Linked DNA regions of Mus musculus: region 1 is linked to region 2. A link is a contact called in public promoter capture Hi-C data. All regions are on one chromosome and are shown on one strand. The core of a region is the stretch at or near the end of the contact, and the rest is flanking DNA. Distances in the headings are between cores, read along the strand shown. Region 1 holds the start of Ciz1 (CDKN1A interacting zinc finger protein 1). Region 2 holds the start of Prdm12 (PR domain containing 12).

Evidence for each region. Promoter capture Hi-C pulls out the DNA fragments that hold promoters and counts their contacts.
Region 1: a contact with region 2 is called in a promoter capture Hi-C map of stem cell-derived epiblast-like cells, with 2.0 times the contacts expected there. The contact joins the promoter of Ciz1 here to the promoter of Prdm12 in region 2.

What each region holds. Positions count from the first base shown.
Region 1 is chr2:32,361,183-32,366,669 of GRCm38.p6, reverse strand. Ciz1 (CDKN1A interacting zinc finger protein 1) reads right to left here and starts at 3,472. Exons shown (of 17, transcript NM_028412.2): 1 at 3,372-3,472; 2 at 2,691-2,865; 3 at 2,336-2,451; 4 at 796-867. The coding sequence starts at 2,860.
Region 2 is chr2:31,637,194-31,643,458 of GRCm38.p6, reverse strand. Prdm12 (PR domain containing 12) reads right to left here and starts at 3,422. Exons shown (of 5, transcript NM_001123362.1): 1 at 3,138-3,422; 2 at 1,066-1,256. The coding sequence starts at 3,360.

The DNA.
Region 1 (5,487 bases), core at 2,223-4,722, 720 kb before region 2:
AGTTCCTTGTTCTTTTTAGGGCAAGGTCTGGCCCCACCCACTTCGAGTGCCCCAAGTTGCGCTCTAGGAACATGTCACTGGGCAGTCCTCTGATCACTCCATTTCTGGGCCTTTGAACATGCTGCACCTTCCGTGGAAGCTGTTGTGTTCCACTAATTCCTAGCATCTTTCGGCCTCCCTTTGAATCTTCCCTATCTGCTGTTCAGGAGGCCTTCCCTGATATCTGTATCCCTAGAGACCTCTATCCCAGGCCCAGCCCTCTTATTTCCTGCTACATCTCCTCTGACTCGGCTCTTTTTCCCAGGGAAGGCCCACAGCATGAAAGAGAGTTGGCATTCATGCCCAGATTCAGGGGCAATGCAGGGGAGGGCAGCACAGGCTTTAAGGCATAGGTCAGTTGTGCTGAAAGATGAATTCAAGTCCAGACTACCTCTGGCACCTTGAGTAAGCCAGTTCTCCCTCCCCTCGTCTGTCAAATGAAGATTCAAAGTCATGAATTAGTGTATCTGATAAAAAGGTACGACAAAGACACACACACCGTCCCAGAGAGCCATCCAGCTCCCAGAAACAGTAAGGCGGAAGATGGGAAGCCCTCAAGCAGAGACGGACAAAGGACAGAGATGGACAAGTCACAAAAATGACATGTGAATGCTTGGTATATGTTTTAGCCGCACTAGCACGTGGAAATGGGAATGAAGACACAACGCAGCGTTAGCCTTTGCAAACCAACTTAGTAAACAATCCGCGCGCGCACACACACAGTCACAGAGGCATAGGTAAAAAAGCATGGAGTACCCAGTGTTGCCGTAGGCATGGTGAGGCTGGCACCGTCATACGTGGCTGGTGGCATTGCAAACTGGTCCAGTCCTTAGGAAAGTAATTTGGTAATACTTATCAAAAGCCATCAGACATCCATCCCCGACTCAGTCACTCAGTGCTGGGGATCTACTGTGAGAAGAGTCTCAGATGTCAGTTCATCTCAGTGGGGTTTAGGATAGAGAAGAGGAGGGGGGGGGGAGAAATGGATAATTGAGGTTTCCGTAAGGGCACACACCCCTCCAGTGAGAAATTAAAAGCTATCACAACAAACCTGGATTGAACCAGAATACTGGCTGGGTGTGGCAGCTCATGCCTGTAATCCCAGCCCTTGCAGGATGAGGTAGGAAGACTGTTTTGAGTTCAAGACCACCCTGGCTTACATACTAAGTTCCAGGATAGCCTGGGCTACAGAGTGAGACCTTTTCTCAAAGCAAGGCCAAACATACCAGTGCACACTTTTAATCCCATCACTAGAGGCAGACAGATCTCTATAAATTCAAGGCCAGCTTGGTCTACATAGTGAATTCTAAGCCAGCCAGAGATATAGAGTGAGACACTGTCTCAAACAAACAAACAAAAACTGTAGCACTGCAAAAAAAGAAAAGAAAAGAAAAACAAGACGTGGACTCTTTTTGGTATTAATCATATAACCACACTCAACTCCCAAGCTTCTTCCTAGAAAAAAAAATGGAAAGAACTATAATGACGGGGTGCTGACTTTCTCCCAGAAATGAGGGAATGTCTTCCTACCGCTTGGATTTGTTTGTTTGTTTTCAATGATTTTATGTTTTAGGATTTATCTTAAATTTTCATTCACGTGTTGTATTGGAGCTGCCCTTGGAGGCCAGATAAGGACGGTGGATCCCCTGGAGCTGGAGTCACAGGCATCAGGAGTTGCCCTGTGTGGGTGATGGACCCTAACTCAGGCCCTCTGCAGAGCAGCAAGAACTCCTGCCCTCTGACCCATGACCTCTGACCCATCTCTCCGGCCCCCGTGGGTTTTTACTGTTGCTGTTGTTGTTTTTCTATTTTAATACATTATTTTCACTATGACAAGCATAACTTTTAAAATGGGAAAAGAAAAGGTGGTGTACATATGTGCATATTGTGACCTGCTGTGGGATTTTTTTCTCTCTCGAATCATCCACGCATCTTTTGAAAGTCACCCCGAAAGGCTGTCCACGCTGGGGTCCTGGTAGGGATACCAAGTGATGGCTGTCTAATTAGCTTCTACCTGTGTTGTGACTATGGGCACATGGTCCCTCTTCTGGGCCTCAGGTTGCTATCCTCATTTGTAGAGGGGGGTTACGGGTGTGCCTCCCCTTAGGTTTATCAGCAGAGGCAGGAACGGCCAGCACCGTAGCCCGGTAACCCTGTACTTAGCAGAGTAGCCTGTGGACTTCATCTCCTGGGAGCCTGGTATCTTCATCTATAAGGATGCTGTTAGGGCCGCTGTGAGTGTTGGTAAGAATGAATGGGTTAGGAAGAAGCTGAGGGCCACGGGGAACTGCCATACCTTGCAACTGCTGTAGGAGCAAAGCTCTTTGCAGCATGGGGCCATTGAGCAGGGAGGTCGAGTGGAGGCCCTGGAGACTCAGAAGCTGTTGCGGGGATGACTGCTGGGGGAGGCCCCTGTGTGATGGGAGTAGGGTGTCAGAGGGGTCCTGGGAAAGCCATCTACCCGGAGGTCTCTCACCTCCATTCTCTCCATCTCAATGGCAGATGGAGGATCCCCTCCAAGGTAGAAACTGATGACATTTAATACTCAAACAAGGATGCCCCTGGGGAAAAAATAACTACTGGGAGCCAGGCTCCAAAATGTGGGTCTGAGCCGTCAGACCTCAGACTGCTCCTGGAAGTGGAAAACTCACCGGCTGACAGGAATGGACAAGGAGGCCTGTGGTGGGGACTGTTGCAGCAGCTGTTGGAGCTGCAGTATCTGCTGTTGCTGCTGCTGGAGCTGCTGCTGCTGGAGCTGCTGCTGCAACTGTTGCTGCTGCTGCTGCAACTGTTGCTGCTGCTGGAGTTGCGGGTTGAACATGGTGGCTGAAGGGGGTATGGTGGGTAGGGTCAGATCACCACTTTGGGATGATCCAGCTTCTCTCCCCTCCCAAAACACCCACCCCAGCATAACGCCTGCTAAGCTTCACCGCTACACAGTCCCACCCACGCCAAGAGCACGCTGCATTTATACCCGGGGCTTCGGGGCTTCCAGTTCTTCCGGTCAGCTGCCAGAACAGGATACACACACAGACACGCCTTCAGTTCTTTATCTTCCCTCCCATCTCTTCAACTCTGGCGGTCCAACCTTCTAATCGGAGCACACCTTTCCACTCCCATCTCCTGCCTGTCAGTCACTCTACACTTCCTGGTGCTTCCCGTGCACACTTCCCTGTTTTGGATTCCGCTGTCCTCTCCCTAAATTGTGTCACTTAAATCCATGAACCCTGGATGGGAAACGCTTCCGTCCGCCGCAGCACACCCCCACCCCGCTCCGTTGTCCCTCATCCCTCCACTCCCTTCCCTCGCAGATATAGCCAACGCCACTTAACTAATCCTGTGGCCTCGCCTGTCCACAAAGCCCGTAGGCTCTCTGCAAGTAGCCGCTATCCCTGCGGTCCACCCTTCCCGGGGTGCCCAACCCTCCTCCACTGTCGCTTCCGGGGCGGGCACCACACTGGCTCCCCCTCACCTCCCGGCAATCCACGAAAACCGAAACCGTGAAAGCCACGAGCTGACTCGTAAGGCGGGCTCCGGAGCTCCCGGGCTGCTCGGGACGGTGACCGGACCGGGACACTCCGAAGGCCCAGCGGCTGGCCACTCCCGCGCAGAGCGCCCTCTGGAGGTGCGGAGGCCTCAGCGCGGACGCCGCGGCGGGCGAACAAGCCTCGCGCGCAGGTCACGTCGCGGGGACCGCGACCAATCTGCAATCGCTAGAGCCGCGGTGGCTCCCAGGTGCTATGAGGCGCCGGGCAGCGTAGGCTCCTGTCCCCAGATCCCAGCATCGGGAAGGGGCGATTCTGAGTTCCCACGGCCGTCTGTTTATCTGGCAGGGGCAAAGGGGACCGACAGTCGGTCAGATCCCAACTGACCTCCCCAATGCCACCACTGTCCCCAGATCCCGAGCCCGCGTGGGGCTGGGACAAGAGCAAGCGGGCGCGCGTATGTGTGGTGAATTCAGCTTTAAAAAAATAGTTTTGTTTTTTACATTTTTTTAAAAAAGATTTAGTTTATGTGTATGAGTGTTTTGAACGTATGTGTATCTGTATATCGTGTATATCTTGTACATCCTGGAACTAGAGTTAGAAACATTTGTGAATTGTCTTGTGAGTGCTAGGAATCGAACCCAGCTCCTCTGCAAGAACAAGTGCTCTTAACCACTGAGCTATCTCTCCTCATCCCCGTTTTTTGTTTTTTTGTTTTTGTTTTTTTTTGTTTTTTGTTTTTTTTTGGTTTTTTTTTTTTTTGGTTTTTTTTTTTTTTTTTTTGGTTTTTGGTTTTTTGAGGCAGGGTTTCTCTGTATAGCCCTGGCTGTCCTGGCACTCACTTTGTAGACCAGGCTGGCCTCGAACTCAGAAATCCGTCTGCCTCTGCCTCCCGAGTGCTGGGATTAAAGGCGTGCGCCACCACGCCCGCCTCTCACCCCCGTCTTTTAAATATGTATTCTTATTTCAGGTGTATGAATGTTTTGCCTGCATGTATGTGTGTGTACTTTGTATGTGCCTAGTGCTTGCAGAGGTCTAAAGAGGGCATCTGATCCCCTAGGAAGAAGTTTGTGGATGGTTGTGAGCCACCTGTGGGAGTGCTGGGAGCTGAACCTGGGTCCTTTGGAAGAAGAACAAACGTTAACCACTTAACAAGTTCCCAAGCCTCTGATTTCCTTTTCCGTTTCATTGTGTTGTGTAGCAATGGCTACATATGGAAACTCACTATAGACCAGACTGGCCTCGAATTCACAGAAACCCGCTGGCTTCTGCCACCACGTCTGACACAGTTACTTTCTTTAATGGCTCTTACCTGCCCCTAAAAAGGTCCTGCCACTGCGGACACCCCTTAGCCCCACTGGTCTTGGCAATTCTTTTATCTTGTTCATCCCCCCACTTCGCGCCCAGTGTAGACTGAGAGGACTGGCCGCTCGGCGGCGCTAGGGACCGCAGAGGACAGATCACTACTGCGCAGTCAGGTGACTGCGCTAACCTGAGGCTCGGGACTCGCCCGGGGGTAATGGGCTCAGGAGGCGAGAGTTCTCGCTCCACTGGGACCTCTTTCGCAGTTGTTGGCGTTAATAGCACTAAAGTGGCTCATCCTGGCCAGAGCGAGCTGGGATGGCCGCGGCTGGGGGTCTGCGGCTGGGGTCTGCGTGTTTAGGAAGCTTGAATGGCGTAATCATCCTTGAAGGATAGGCGTATCTAAGTGACAGGAGTAAATTCATCGGTCGGAAAACTTCCGTGAACCCAGCACATGGGGAGGCAGAAGCAGGGGGGTCGCTAGCCAGCAATAATAATAATAAATAATTAGTAATAATAGTTGTTGTTATTTTAAAGTTAAAAAAAACAAAACAAAACACAAACAAACCGCACTCTAGCTTGGCTGGGCATAGTGGCCCCAGCCTATAACCTTAATGCTTGAGAGGCAGAGGCGGACTAGTAAGACACTGCGGCAAATAAA
Region 2 (6,265 bases), core at 2,173-4,672:
TAAGGGTGCAAATTTTTGAGGCAGAGCAGTGGAGAGCATAGCACAGGGCCGCAGAGAGAGACACAAGAGCTTGAGAGGCAAATCTAGCTCACTGGTGTCTCTTGTCCTGGCCTAAGCCTCTCCATGAAGCTGCTAAGGATCCTCAGAGGTCAAACCACATCCTAGCTTCCTGACTGGGCAACAGCTGGAAGACACCCACTAGGCCCAGAGTGTCCAGGATAGGGAGAAGGCAGGGGCTGGGGTCATCTCTCTGCTCTCCTCATCCAGGTCCTGTAAACAGCTGCACCGTAGCTCGCTGGGCTCCTGCCAGGTGCGGCTGCTAGGGTGGCAGTGGAGAGGCAGTAAGATGGAGAAGTAGGTGTAGCATCTGGTTACTGTGGGTCTGCATGGGAAGAACGGTGGGGAAGAGCCACCACAGGGCCAGCATCCCCGTATCTGATACTGCTAGAGGTGGGCTAGCGTCAAAAGGCCAGGGATGGAAGCCTTTCAGATACCCATCTCCTGTAAAATGAGAATAATAACTGAGGGGGTCTGACCTCACAGTTTGCAGGCTGGGGAATCAGACTGCTGACTCAACACCCAGTCAGCCATGGTTATTTTGGATGCCATCAGGCCTGGGATCGAGAAACATATTCTTAAGAAACACTCAGCTTCTGCTATCCTCCATTCCAGCCACACTTCACCATAGGCCACCCTCAGAGACCAACTCTCTTTGCCTCTAAAGCCAGGGGAAGAATGTGAGTTGCGATGACTTCTTCCCAGCCTGTGTGCATCAGGACTCCTCTGGATCTCAGCGAGGTGGTACAAGTATGGCTAACGCCTTGCTTGGGAGACTTGGAAACAAGAGCACTCGGACATTTCCCAAAACAGGTAAAAGAGAAAGAACCTTTGGCAGAGAAAGCTCCAGGCCTTGGGAGTCTTACTCCCAGGGAATGTACAAACTCCAGCATCTACAGCTCCTAGGGAGAACTGAAGCTCTGGCAGGGGCCAGACAGAGTTCCTTTCTGCCGCCAGTGGATACAACCCACCTGCCAACTGGAATCCCTTTCCAAAGCTCCCGCCTACCTCCCACATGAGGTTGTTGTTTTTGCAGATATCCACATGCTCTGGGGCAATGACGCGGCCAGTGAAGGGGCCCATCTCCGTGCCTGCCTTGATCCACGTCTTGGAGAAGATGCCAAGGCCCTCGCCTGGGATGGAACTCTGAGCGATAATCACTTCCACCGGCAGCACCAGGCTAGATAGCTTCTGCACCTCTGCGAGGATTAGAGGAAGGCGGTCATATCTGCGCAGAGATGGCCCTGCCCTTCCCATCCCGGATGCGCTCTTGCCCTGCTTCTTGCCCTGCTTCGCGCCTGCGAGCACAAGCAGCCCCAACTCTCTCCAGTGGCAAATCTCTCCAATGGCGCTTTGTAGGCCTACTTGCAGAGGTTCAACCTCATTTTACAACCCAGGACCCTCGGTGCCCTCTAAACGCAAGCGGTGCATGATGGTTCTTTTATTTTTCTTGTGGGCGGAGAGTTACTGGGGATCGAACCTAAACCCTTGCGCATGAAACGCTCCGCCACCGCCGAGCTACATCACCAGCTTTTAGAGCTCATTTAAAAGTCTTTCCACAAATTCTCCAAACATCCACAACCTTCACCGGTCTTCCATCGCGGAAAAACTTAGGAACTACTGAAACCACTTTGTGTTTACAGACAGGGAAACTGAGGCCGGGTCTGGTGAAGAGGTATCGTCCAACCCGGGACACTAAGTCTTGTTCCTAGCTCTTCAGCCGGTGACTCTGAGTTCACTGCGTGTCTCCTGGACTCGATCAGCACTGGGGACAGATCCCTAGTTTGAAAGGTGGCACCCGCGCAAAAGAAACACTTGCTTCTACTCACTAAACTCTGAGGCAACACACACACACACACACACACACACACACACACACACACACACACACCCCTCCCCCGTGATCTTCCCTGGCACGCCAGTATACCTCTCTCCTCCCAAGTTCTAGAGTGCCAGAAAGGGCGGCACCCGGATCAGGCGAGCTCTGAAGTCGTTTTAATGGGCGAGGAAGAACCAGCGGTCCCTAACCCCGAGAGGATCCCCGGTGGGGCCTCTGCGGCAGGGGTGGGAGCGTTGAGGCACACAGGGGCGGCCTCCATGTCTTACAAGGTTCCCCTCTAAGCTACCTGGGAAAATACCCGGCGAGCCGGCCGGCTGAAAGGGGGGGTTAAACGGTGTCCATTGCGGAGCGGCCGGCAATTTGTCACGCTGTTAAAGTGATCGCATTCATTCGGTTCCATTCGAAAGAAATTGCTAATTCTAAATTCATTAGCCCTGGAAGAAAGCTGTAGCAGTAAATTGTATCTCAATGCGGAGGGGACTTGTTTAAAAGGGGCCGAGGAATTCCCCTTACAAAAAGGCAGGATTAGATGGTTGACATAGCGTGAATGGAAGTGGAATTAGTCTTCACGGTAAATTAAGAGAGGAACAGCGATCTTAAAGGGGAAGAGAGGGCGTCGCTCAGAGACGCCAGCGCTGGGGAAAGATATTGTTTGCGGGGTGACGAATGAGGAATAAGAACTTGAGACATCTTAAAGAAAAGAAACTTTCTTCGCTCTCTTTCTCTCCCTCGCTCTCTGCGGCTTTTTCTCTCCGGCCTGCCCGCCCTCCGCCCCTTCCCGGCCCCGGCTGTCTTTTAAAGTTTGTGGTTTAAGTGGGAACTTTCGCGGGTCAAGCCCAAGTTAACCAAATGAATTTAAAACCCCTTCTTTTTGAGTCAACTGCTATTACACGCCCAGTAAGGCTTTTAATGCCAGGAAACCGCCAGCTCCAGGCTGGAGGATGGGGTGGGGAGAGACGACACAGGAGAGCCCGGGCTGACCGAGGTAAGTCGCTCCGGTCGTTGGGATCTGGTCCCTGAGCCTCCTGCATTCCTACATGCCTCTTCTCTGCTTCCATGAGGCCGTTGCAACCCAGGTTGGACCCACGAAAAAACTGAGGTGCGCTGATTAGGGAGAGCGCATCCTGGCTGGGAGCGGCAGCCCCAGCCCCTGTGTTCCCCATCTGGACCCGTGCCGCTAACCTGAGAATTGGGGGTAGCCAGGAAGAGCGAAGGAGTGGAGCCCCGACGGCACACTCACCTCCTGAGAAGGACTGCGCCAGGACCTCGGCCGTGAAGGCCGTTTTTGGGCTGGCGTGGTGGCTCTTGTCTTCCAGCAGCTGTTCGCCTAGCACGTTGCGCCATCGGCCATATAAGAAACTGTGCAGGATGTCGGAGGTGATGACCTCTGCCAGCGCCAACCCCGGAGCCTTCAGCCCTGTTTTGAGCACCAGGGCCTCAGCTGGGAGCACAGAGCCCATCATGGGCGGCGGAGGGCTCGCCGCGGGCGCCGAAGGACGGCTAGGTGGACTCCGGAGAGGTGGGCAACGAAGAGGGGTCAAAGGAATGAAAGGAGAGGAGGGTGACACAACACGAGGGAGGAGGAGGAAGAGGAGCAGGAGGAGGGTGCACTGGGGAGTGCGTGGCAAGAGATGGCTGGGAAGACAGGGAGCCAAACCGGAGATTCACAAAATCTGCAGAGATGGCAGAGGCAGCACGGAGGGCTGGAAGTCCGCGGGTGGAGACAAGGGTGGATACCAGGAGGGGTGCGGGAAGGGTGGGCGGCGGGTGGCTGTAGAGAGACAACGACCAAGGACTCTCGGTTTCCCACTAGCCTTCTATACACCCAGCCAGGACCGTCCTCCCCTTAGCAAAATCTCAGCTCTTTTATAGGAGCTGCAGTGACCCTCCTAATTGGTTATTAATGACCCCCTGACGTCGAAGGACAGACTTGTACCCGGCCAGGCTCGAAGGAGCCTTCACCGACAGCGCGAGGGGCGGGGGCAGCGTGCGGACCGCTCAGAATAGTCTCCCTCTGCTCCTCCCTCCCCCCAGCCTTCCTCCTCCTCCCCCTCCTCCTCTTCTCCCCGTGGGAAGCTCCAGGCAGGGAGGGAGGCTCAACTCGCGGCCCGGAGCGAGGAAGGGGGGTGGGGGGGGACGGGTGTTGAAGTAGGGGATGCTGCGCAGCGAGGCTTGCCTTTACTCCCGGGACTAGACTGAGAAAGAGGGGGCGTATGGCTGCAAACCCCGCGGGTCCCCATGCTCACCCGGGCTAAGCAAGATCCTTGATCACTGTGGATCCCAAGCTAGGCCTTCACCTTCCTAGCTCTGCGGGCCACTCCCAGAGCTGCCGGTGCTTTGCCTATCTCCTTAACCAAGCCCAGTACTCTGTCCGATCCCCACCTCTCCTTCGTCCCACACCCTCTGCTCTTTAGAGGCTTCACTCCTTAAGCTGCGGTGGCAACCCGGACAGCTTGGGAGATGCAGATCTCTTGCGCTGGCAGCGCTACCCAAGCGGGCGCTTCGTCCTAAACGGGCTCCCCAAGAGCTCTGCTCGCTGCGCACAGCCAGTGTAAAACTTCCGTCACCAGCACAGAGGGCTGCTGAGGAGTCGCCGTCGGGGCTGGATCTCACCTACCATAGAAAGGTTACCAGCCCTAGGAGTACTAAGTTGGGGTGGGGAGTATTGAAAGGTCATCAGATACTCACATCTGTGGAATACCCTAGAGCAATGCAAGATGGGAATTGCAGACACCCAAAATGCCTCTGAAATTGCGGACGGCCCAGGGCAAAGCCATCTGCTGGGCCCTGCTTTGGAATCAGTCTACTGGGATTTCAACCTAGGAAGCCACCAGACGTTCCTCTTTCTTTTTGGTCTCTTAATGATGATTCTTTCTTTCCTGGCTCCTTTCTCTTCCTTCCTTCCCCCTTCCCGCTCTCCCCCTCCTCCAGTGGATTCTGTATAGTCTTTCCAAGGTACCTGGGAGCCAGCTCCACACCTCTTCAGAAACAGTTGCTAAGTCGGGAAGATCACGGCTTCCTGTGTGCACCGAAGTCTCCTGGATAGCCTTAAGACTGCCCCCACACCTTCAGCTCCAGAAACGTTGGAGCGGCTTTGGGCACACCTCACTCAACAGCCTAAGTCCTCAGAGCCCCCTCCCCTACTCCCGCTGCAATTTCAGGTGACGCAAAGGAAAGTTCCGCAGCCCTGGAGGCTGGTTTGTGTGAGTTCCCGTGTTAGGGCTCCACTGTACAGTGAAGACTCTTCAGGCCTTCGAAGCCCTGTGACTTGGGCGTGGATAGCGCTGGCAGCTCGGGACTGAGATTTGACCCACGAATCAGATTCTAATGCCGCTAGGAAAAGAACCCTTTCCATCACCAGCTCCTCAGAGCTAAGCTTGCCTCGCTCTTGGCAACCATGGGATCCCAGGTCTATATAAGCCCTAGTCGGAGCCAGTGGTCTGGCATCCTCAGCCCGGCAGGCGGGAGACTAAAGCGCCAAGCCGGCGATAGGAAGTCTTCCGAAGCAGAACCTCTGGAGCCCAGTGGAGAGTGGGTGTACCGGGCCGGGAGAGGGACCAACGGGCAGGGCGCCAGCAGAGGGCAGCGCTGCAGAGGAGCAAGGGCTGCCGGCGGGTAAGAGTTCCTTACAGATGCCGCCGGTGAGTTAAATCCTTTCGCGGAGAGGTCCAGTTTGGAGAGGAGTATGGAATCCAATGGCTCGGTGGCAAGAGAGCCTGACCGGCGCCTGGATCTAAGTGGAGAGGAGACTGAGCTGGGCAGAAGAATGCCAGGACTGGGGCACTCAGCCTCCAACCCCGAAAGCCTTCCTCAGCGTTTGCGGCAGACTAAAGGGAACGGAAGACAGCAGAGCATCCTGGGGACAGCCCTTCTCTTCTCCGGACCTCTGGGCTCCTGCCTGACAGTGGTTTGAGTTGAACTATGTGCTGTGCTGTCTTCCCAGCCTGTCGCTCTTCGGATCAGATCGTTTGGCTTTCCCCGGCGCTGAGCAGGATTCTTAACAATTCCCTCGCTACACTCTACTGTGAAATTCTCCCAGGTCCCAGAGTCCTTCATGCCTGGGGCGAATTTTCGTTCCAATCCCAAGATTGAAGTCAAAAGACAGAAGGACCGAAGGCTCTGACTGAGACCAGGACCCCCTCATTACTTTCCTCAGGTCCCCCAAAACCTGGGGAAACTATGCTGGAGGAGCCTAAACAGCCTTCTAGCTGGGGTGCCCACGGACCTGGAATGTAGTTGCTGCGCTCTCATTTTGAGCTTCTGGCCTAGTGATAGTCCCACCTGGCCCTATGCACCCTCAAAATCCAGTCCTGCAGGGAGGACTGCCCACCGGGATCGAACAGTAAGGCCTGTGAGCGCGCATCTGTT